Regions from separate parts of the Gossypium hirsutum genome. Here regions 1 and 3 are each linked to region 2. The links are chromatin contacts, called in public Hi-C maps. All regions are on one chromosome and are shown on one strand. The core of a region is the stretch at or near the end of the contact, and the rest is flanking DNA. Distances in the headings are between cores, read along the strand shown.

Region 1 (2,921 bases), core at 253-2,752, 190 kb after region 2:
TGGTAAGTGGACTCTCCACAAAGCATCTGGTGTACATTTCTAAAAGTTTAATAATAACAGAAAAGGAAATCTTCAAGCAAACCAAAAAAGAAAAGGTGTATAACTCACCTGAGTTCATGCCAAAACATGTTGGTTTGGTCGTGTAAAAAAGGTTCCAAAGAAGCAAGAAAGTTGTCATTGACAAAACTGAGCTGTGTCGAAGAGGCGGAAGAGTCATCATGCTTTCCTTCATGTCTAGAGAAGAGAAGCGAGGACACAACATGAAGAATGATTGATGGATCTGGATCTCCAAGGATAGCCTCAAGCTCCCTTTGAATCCATGGTTCTATTCTTTGCAGTAGTTTCTCTTTCTCAAAATCATTCCTAATCCTAGGAACATTCTGAAAGCAAAGAGAGAAAGCATCAAAATGATGCAAAATAACCCTTCCTTGCTAATCAAATCCACTGATTTATGTCATCCATATTCGTCACATTTCAAATATATGGAAAAAAAAAATGCAAACCTTCAAAGAACTAAACCAGGTAAACCTACCTGCTGAAAACCATTACCATGATATATAGGCACAGCTTGCAGCCGTCGGTTATACACACTGCAAGAGAAACCCTATCAGCCAAAATCTTAGAATTAAGCAAATATAACTAAATTGGGTCTTCATAAGGTACCTGGCACGCCATTGAAGCTTCCTTTCGGCGATAACAAGAGGCGACACAGTCCCAGGTCGCCCAAAAGATCGCCGCCAAGGCAACGGTCTCGTTCTCCGGTTAACATCGTTTATTTCTCTTCTGGTCCTTTCGATGATCCTAACCAAATAATTAAAAAGAAAAAAAAAAGGAATAACCTAAACAATCAATTCTTTTATTCGACTTACAGTTAAAGACTCAGATAATCGTTAATCAAAAAAGAAAATTCACCGTCGACGATCAGATACGGTGAACCGAGGTCGTGGAATAGCCGATTTGCAGTCAGAGATAGCAGGTAACTGCTGTTTGAGGTATCTTAGAGAGGAGAGATCGATTTTGTAGAACCAAGAATCGAAGGTGGAATTGCAGAGAGGGCAATTCCTCTTCAAATCGCTCCACTTGCGGATGCAGTCCAAGCAGTAAGCGTGGAAACAAACGGTGAGAACTGCCGCTCCAGGAATGTCGATGGTTCTCAAGCATATGGGACATGTTTCGTCGACGATGGCCGGACAAATTACTCTTCGTATGAATCTCTGGATGTCCGATTTCCCCAATGGTTTCGGTGAAGACGAGGGTGAATCCATTTGAGGAAAGAGAAGAGAAAAGAAGTTGGTCTTTAGATCACGAATTTTTATGTTGTCGCTGAAAGGCGGTGTTGCCGTCGTGAGTCGATAATAGATATCAAACGAAACTCCAAAAAATATATAGGGATAATACAATATTGTCACCTCACATTAGCTTTAGAATTCAATTTGGTGCCTATATCATCTTTTAGGCTTAAATCATAATATGATTCTTTACTCTCTTTTTTTTCTCACTAAACTTTGTTTTATCATAAGTGGTACCTAAATTATAGTTCGTTATCCGAAATAATACTTAAACTATACATTTTTCTTAAGTTGGTACATAAACATTTTTATGATCACAAGTGCTACTTAAACTATACTTCCTTACCCAACATGATGCCTAAATTATACTTCATTACCCAAATTACTCAATTGTTAAACAAAAATATTTTAACCAATCATTTTGTGACACGTGATACTTTATATTAAAATAAAATTCAAAGAATATAATTAAATTAAATTATAAAAATATTAAATTGAATTAAATTAAAAAATTTCAATTCCTTGTAATCTCTCCCTAAAATTCTTTTTTTCCCTTTTAATTTTTTTCTACCCAGTTTCTGCCCAATATTAGGTTTTCACTCTTTATCTGAATTTTTTTCATTATAGAGATTCATATAGCATTAACTATTTTATACAAAATATATAGAAAAAAACAAAAAAAATTATTTTTAAGAAAAATAATAGACAAGTTTTGATTGAGGTTTAAAAATGGAGAAGAAACTCACTGAAATCTGGGTTTTGTCATCAACTACGTTTCAATGAGTTTTGCGATGAGTTCTTGATTTTTTTTCAAAATCAGATTTCTTCAGTGAAGAACAAAAGAGATAAATATGTTTACAAATTTTGGAAATAATAATTAACTTTTTTGGGAACTTTGTAGTACCATGTGTCACAAAATAATTGGCTAAGAGGGTTTTTTTAACTACTGAAATAATTTGGATAATTGAGTATAATTTAAGTACTACTTTGGGTATTGGAGTATACTTTATGTATCACTTGTAACCAAAAAAAAATGTTTAGCTAAACCTAGGAAAAAGATTTATAGTTTAGGTACCATTTTGTGGTATAATTTAGGTATCACTTGTCCAAAAAAAAAGTTGAAATACCAACTTGAAAAAAAGATATAGTTTAGGTACCATTTTGTGGTATAGTTTAGGTATCAGTCGACCAAAAAAAAAAGTTTAAATAGAAACTTGAAAAAAAAAATAGTTTAAGTACCATTTTATGATTTAAACCTATTTTTTATTATCATATATATACATTTTGGATTCAAATAGCCCAAAATGTTTACTGATTAAATTTTAAAATATATATCATTTTAGGTCAATCTCAAATAAACACTTGTTATCTAATGTGTTATTCTAGATATTTAAGGTAATTTGCTCAAGTCATATTTTAAATAATTATAATATAATCATTAAGATTATTTATTACGTTATGATCACTCAACTGTTAAATCTCGTTAAAAAGTGTAACAAGAAGTTAATGTGGCACATTAATGCAATCTATTCATACAAATTCTTTTGTCAAATTATACAACTAAAACAAATTTCATTCTTTTTCTTTTATTCTCTTTTTATTTGTTTATTTTCAATATCTTCTTCTCCCTTT
Region 2 (3,351 bases), core at 39-2,538:
AGTTCAATTCTCATGCTCGATTGTTAGACTATGAATAGAATCTATACTGTTAAAAAAAACTCTATTAACTTGCAGGTGGCTCAAGTCAAGTGTTAGGATATTCAAATTCGGCAGACAAGATAAATATATATATATATATACTAATTTGAAATTTTCTGGGACCAAATCCGAATAACTTAGGAGCGAAAGAGAAAAGGGAAACTCACATTTCAGGACCCTCTTCTCCATTCTCAGCAATCTTAGGCACCTTATTGTTGCCGGACTTAAACGACGCATTCCCTCTGCCACCTCTTCCACCAGGCAACAACAACGCTCTTTGCCCCGGATACAACAGCTCCAGCAACACTTCATCGTTCCCGGCCTCTCTGACCACCGTCCCCGGCGCCACTTTCACCACCACATCCTCCCCTTTCCTCCCACACATCATCCTCCCTTGCCCGTGTGCCCCTCTCCCCGCCCTGTAATGCACACAATTCCGAAACGGTAACAGCGAATTCATCGCTCCGTCAACTTCCAAATACACGTTCCCTCCTCTCCCTCCGTCGCCTCCCGACGGTCCCCCTAACGGCACGTACTTTTCGCGCCGAAATGCAACCACTCCATTCCCGCCATCCCCTGCTTTCACGTAAATTTTGGCTCGGTCGAAGCATCGCATAACAGCCGGTACCCCTTTCTCCTTCAATTCCAGTCCCAAATCATCAAACTCTTCTGGTAAATTTATGAGCTTGCCATCGGAATCGTAATAATAAACCTCCTCTTCCCCTTCTTCCTCAAAATCCGAACTTCCATCACCATTGTAAAAATCTACGATTTTTCCATCGAAGGTTTCGTCCTGAAAGCCCAAACTTTCATTTTCTTCTTCTTGTTGTTCATTATCATCGTCATCGGTGTCTAGCATTTCAGCTTCGGCTTCAGAGGAATCATTGTGGAAGGCGAATTTCGCGACATCGGAATCAGAAAGCTTGATTTCATCAGATTCGTCCGAAGAGGGAACTTCGAACTCGAAATTGAAATCTTCCTTGGGAGGAAGGCGAGTGTAAGTGGTGGCTTGGGCACCCAAAGAAGAAGAAGAAGAAGAAGAAGGCGGAGGTGAAGACAAAGAAAGAGACTTGAATTTATTATTAAGTTTTTTGGGTTTGAATTTGGGGTTAGGGTTTCTTTTAGGAGAGGGTTTTTGAGTTCGGGATCGAGCTTGAGCTTGAAGTTGAGGACGAGAAAAGAAGCTGGCGGATATGGTAATGGAAGCCATTTTTTACTGTACAAGTAAGTTAACGCCTAAATTCCGAGAGGTTTTCAAGAGGGTTTAAGAATTGGATAAGGAATGGCTTATCCGCCACGTGTCCCTGATTTCCCTTTCAATCCCGGGCTTCTGGATTTTTGAGTTAAGGCCCAATTCTTAAGTTCAACCATGTTTTTTGGACTTATTTATTTCACTTCACCAAATTAATATACAAAAATTGCTAATTATTTTTTTAAGTATATATTACTTCATAACAAAACTTAAAATTTTGTGCTTTTAACATTTTCCATAAATTGTAAAGAAAAAACTTAAATTTGAATATTACTTGAATTTAAATATTAAAATTATGATATTCCAATAAAAAAAATTCATTATTAATATTTTGATATATAAAATATAGAACAATTAAAATGAAGTATTTGTGAAAATTAATGTGAATATATAAACTATATTCTAAACATTAAAATATAATCATTTCAAAATAAAATATTATATATCATATATTTGAAATATATATCAATAATAAATTAATTGTATACCCCATATAAATATTACACAATGTATTAGATTATAAATGAAGGCGAAATATATATATATTGGTCTAAAAATAAACATTTACATTAAAATTAACTGAAAGTTTGGTTCAATATAAAAGGATGTCGTAGGCATCAACCTTCAAATGCACAAAAGTTCATTCAAGTAAAATCACCAAGGCTTGAAAATTGCTCCTTATATGTGCATTGATTTCCTTCACGATAGATATGCTTGAGTGAGGCTTGTTCAAAATTAAGCATTAGTGATCTGTGATCATAAATTTACACAGCAATCATCCTATTGTTAGTGTTGATAAAATTCACCTCAATTTCAGCGTCTTCTTCAATTTCTAGCCAATTAATGCTTTTTTGAGAAGTTATTGTTAGGCCATCTCGAAGAGTCCACAATTTGGCTTCTACACTGGTAATCGATGGTAAGTGTGTATAGGACCCTCTCTCCCATTCACCCTTCCTTGTCCCATTTGACTCAAATCATTTAGGGGTAAAAGTCGTTGTCTCAAGTTCCCTGCCGAAGCAAAGAACTCACCTGCTTTGGCCACAACTTATCTAGAGAAATGTTGGGATTTGGACTAAAACAAAGGAGAAATGAAGCAAAGAGAAACGAATGCAAAAATGATAAAAAAAAACTGATTTGCATTATTGATTTCATTAAGTCAAATATATGAGTTACAAAGTAGTTACCTAATGTATAACTACTTCCATTAATTACATTGACAAAATATATAGCTCATCTTGCACACAAAGTAAAGCTGACTTATCAGCCAAAACATCACTTGAATATCATTCAAATCAGTAAACTAATCTTATTGATTCAAATAGAAAAATTACAAAAGAACTAAGCTAGTTACATATTAAACAAAACATAGCTACTGCACTATTTAAGCTTCAAAACTTCTTTGTTGTTGCATTGCAGGCCAAAGTTCAACACTCCTCATTAGACTGTATGCAACAAACACCAATATTCCTTCTTAACTTGTCAAACTTTGAAGTACTAAGAATCTTAGTTAATATATCAGCAAATTGATTTTCAGAGCTGCAATGAATCAAATTAACTTCCTTTGATTATTCAGCCTCTCTAACAAAATGATATTTAATCTTAAAGTGCTTTGTTTTGCCATGAAACACAGGGTTTTTTGCTATGGCAACAGCTGACTAACTGTCAACTTTAATTTCAGTAGCTTCTTTTTGGCTCTCATTTAGATCACATAAGAGCTTTCTTAGCCAAATAGCTTGATTGACAGTAGCAATAGCTGCAATGTACTCTGCTTCTGCCGTTGATTGAACCACAATTTGTTGTTTTCTTTAACTCCAACAGAAGACCCCTTAGCCTAGAGTGAAAAAGTAGCCAAATGTGCTCTTCATGTCATCAATGGACCCTGCCCAGTTACTATCAGAATACCCTATCAGCTTGAGTTCTTCAGTATTCATAAATTTTACCCCATAATCCAAAGTTCCTTTCACATATCTAAGGACTCTTTTGGCCGCCTTAAAGTGAACAACATTATAGCAATGCATGAATCTAGACAAAAGACTAATAGCAAACATGATATCAGGCCT
Region 3 (3,236 bases), core at 562-3,061, 210 kb before region 2:
ACAAGAAAATAGGGCTTTAGTGGCGTTTGGACAAAAAACGCTGCAAATATTATACATTAGCGGCATTTTATTGAAAACGCCACAAAAAACTGAGCAATAGCGGCGTTTTTGGTCCAAACGCCGCGAAAAACTGAACAATAGTGGTGTTTTTGGAGAAACGCCGCTATTGCTCAGTTTTTAGCGGTGCTTTTGAAAAACCGCCGTTATAGATCGAGGTTTTAGCGGCGCTTTTAGAAAAACGCCGCTATTGCTCAATTTTTAGCGGGGCTTTTGGAAAAACACCACTATATATCGAGGTTTTAGCGGCGCTTTTGGAAAAACACCGCTATTACTCAATTTTTAGCGACGCTTTTGGAAAAACGCCGCTATAGATTGAGGTTTAGGGTTTAGATTAATTAGTGTTTTTTAATTTATATATATTAAATAATCTCTTATATAATTATAAAAGAGATAATTTTAATTTTAATATTTTAAAATTATAACAAATTATTTATTGAAAAATAAATAAATAAAAGTAACAGATTGATATGGATAGGTAATTATCTATTTTTGATAGGACCAAATTATAACAAATTAAATAAGGTCTTATTTTTATTTTGAATTCGATTTTCTTTTGATCATATCTAAAACTGACTTTATAAATAATATAAATTAACTACACCATTTCACTTAGCTATGGGAAAGTTAATTTCATTTTAGTTACTTAATTATGAAAAGTTACACTTTGATAACTAAACTATTTAGTTAGAAGTTCTCATTTAATTAAGTTACGAAGCTGTTAAAATCAATGTTATGGCTTTTTCTAAACCCTAACCGCTAACCCCTTAAATCAACAACCTTTTAACCCTCAGACCCTAAATCTCTAATCATAAACCCCTAAAAATATAAACACTGATCAATAACTCTTTAAACACCAAACCCTAAATCTCAAATCATAAACTCTTAAAACTCCAACCACTAAACCCCAAGCCTTAAAACTAACCTCTAAACCCATAAACTATAGATCGTAAATCCCAAACCCTAAAATCTAAAAAATAAATTTCATATGGATATTAAGTATATATATGTTCATGGTCTAGGATTTAGGGTTCATGGTCTAGGATTTGAGATTTAATTTTTAGTGTTTAGAGGTAAATATGGTGAACTACTTGTGTATCTTGGATTTTTTTATAATATAAATCTAAATAAGATAAATATAAATTATTATTTTTTTAAAAATATATCAAAATGGGTAAAATCCCAAAAGCATACATGAACAATGGTTTAGTGTGCAATTATATACATGCATGAACTTTAATTTGATCTAGTTCTTGTAAATTATTAACACAATTATTGATATAACATCATTTTATATTTATATATTCAATATAAAAATATATTGATGTATTTATACTTAAAAGAATAATACTTGTATTGCTTTGTCATTTTGTATTTTTTTTAATTCATCGATTCCATTTTATTTCTATTAAAGTTTCATTTTGTATTTTACATGTTAATTTAAAAATGATAAAAATCTTCAAAAAAATTGAAAAATTAAAAATTAAAAACTTAAAAACTTAAAATTTTAATATTTAAGATTTTAGTCCATATTTCAGTTAAAAAGATCAATATTCAAAATTTAAAAAAATAAAAATTCCAAAAAATGATAATCTCAACACAAAAATTTTAAAAGAAAAAAATAGAAAAAAATATATTAAAATGAAAAAAATAAAATTGAGCAATGTGGCGTTTTTTCCAAAAAAACGCCGCAAAAAATTGAGTTATAGTAGCATTTCTTATAAAAACGCCGCAAAAAGTTGAGATACACTTTCCATCTAATCCGCGTCGTTTTATTTTCACCCCTTCCCCTATATCCCCAATTTTGCGTTGCTAAAAACCCTGATTCTATTCCCTTTGGTTTCACCAATCAAAATCCCCTTCTCATAAATTTTCTCTCTTGAAAATTTCATGCCTATCCACCTTTAATCTCAACCAACGGAAGAGACGTGGTGTGCAATTTGACTATTCCAATTTCCTTTTCAATATTCAATTAAAACCCTAGCCTCTTCCTTTTGTTTCTATCGGGGGGGGGAAGGGAATCATGTCTTTCGATCTCATATGTTGAAGCTGTCCTGCAGCTGCTTCGGATCCTCCCAAGATCTGTACGGCTGAGGACCAAAAGAAGAAAGATGATGAGGATTTGGTGAGTGGCTATTCGGGATTTTGCCCTCGCTGATTCTCTACACTGCAAATCCGTACGCTCTTCCCTTTTTTTCATTTTATTTCCTTTTGAAAAATAAATTTTTAAATCTATATTCAAATCTTAATTCTTTTTATTCTAATATAAATTATTTAATTTCTTGTTTATCTTCGTCTTCAATTTCGTGTACGTATATAAAATTATTATGGATTTCTCTTTATTTTTAATTTTTTTTTATCTTTGGTGCGTTAGTTTCAGGAATTGATTTGCAGTTCTTATTAATTTCAATGGCGTTTTTAATTGCTTGTTCCTTCGATTAGTTTGTTTGATTTAGTTAAGGTTTGATCTCTTTTATGTTATAAGTTTCGATAATTATGCGATTTAAGTTATAAATGAACATAAGTGAACTGTTAATCAAACGCGTTATTCATTTACAACCCTAGTTAACACTATGGTCTCAGTAAGGCGACTAATAGTTTAGTTCATCTTTTGTAGATGCTATTCACGTCTTTGCTCTCCTTTCCCTCGCTTGATATTATCATTTTGTATTGAATCAAAAATGCATGGTTAGGATTTGACATTTTGCCAATTACTGCATCAAATTGCTTTAGTCTTGATTTGGTTTCCAGTTAGACTCTGAGATAGAAGAGATGGCAGTGAACCAGACGACGGCATTGAAAGTGGGGTTGTGTCTATTGGGCCTCTGTTTATTCGGCTACATAGTGGGTCCACCTCTGTATTGGCATTTCATGGAAGGATTATTAGCCTTCAGCCACACTTCCAACACTTGCCCACCTTGCCTTTGCGATTGCTCTTCTCAGCCTCTTCTCACAATCCCTGAAGGTATTCCCAACTTTTATTTCTATTTTGCTTTTGATTGTTCGCTTATGCTTGAAATTTCTGTCTTTGAATATGAAATTTTGAATATCCTAGTATAGAAGATATGAATAATTTCTTTAAGTTGTATTAGCTTTTTTTTTTCCAGTTGTATGTGCATGTTACTTTTTTAATTAAAATTTTGATGATATTTTAGATTTGAAATTTCTGCATCAAGCAT

Evidence for each region. A called contact is a pair of places that touch in the nucleus more often than the background predicts.
Region 1: a Hi-C map of leaf shows a contact between it and region 2, with 2.5 times the contacts expected there. The contact joins the promoter of LOC107920157 here to the promoter of LOC107896715 in region 2. A contact is called at or near these places in 4 of 34 Hi-C or Micro-C datasets (callus and leaf).
Region 3: a contact with region 2 is called in a Hi-C map of leaf, with 4 times the contacts expected there. The contact joins the promoter of LOC107896718 here to the promoter of LOC107896715 in region 2. A contact is called at or near these places in 6 of 34 Hi-C or Micro-C datasets (callus, hypocotyl and leaf).

The regions. Positions count from the first base shown.
Region 1 is chrA10:94,283,987-94,286,907 of Gossypium_hirsutum_v2.1, reverse strand. LOC107920157 (E3 ubiquitin-protein ligase Topors) reads right to left here and starts at 1,502. Exons shown (of 5, transcript XM_016849697.2): 1 at 913-1,502; 2 at 664-801; 3 at 533-590; 4 at 109-380; 5 at 1-26. The coding sequence starts at 1,265.
Region 2 is chrA10:94,472,781-94,476,131 of Gossypium_hirsutum_v2.1, reverse strand. LOC107896715 (GTP-binding protein OBGC, chloroplastic) reads right to left here and starts at 1,288. Exons shown (of 7, transcript XR_005903479.1): 1 at 207-1,288.
Region 3 is chrA10:94,681,725-94,684,960 of Gossypium_hirsutum_v2.1, reverse strand. LOC107896718 reads left to right here and starts at 1,811. Exons shown (of 8, transcript XM_041079053.1): 1 at 1,811-2,182; 2 at 2,837-3,022.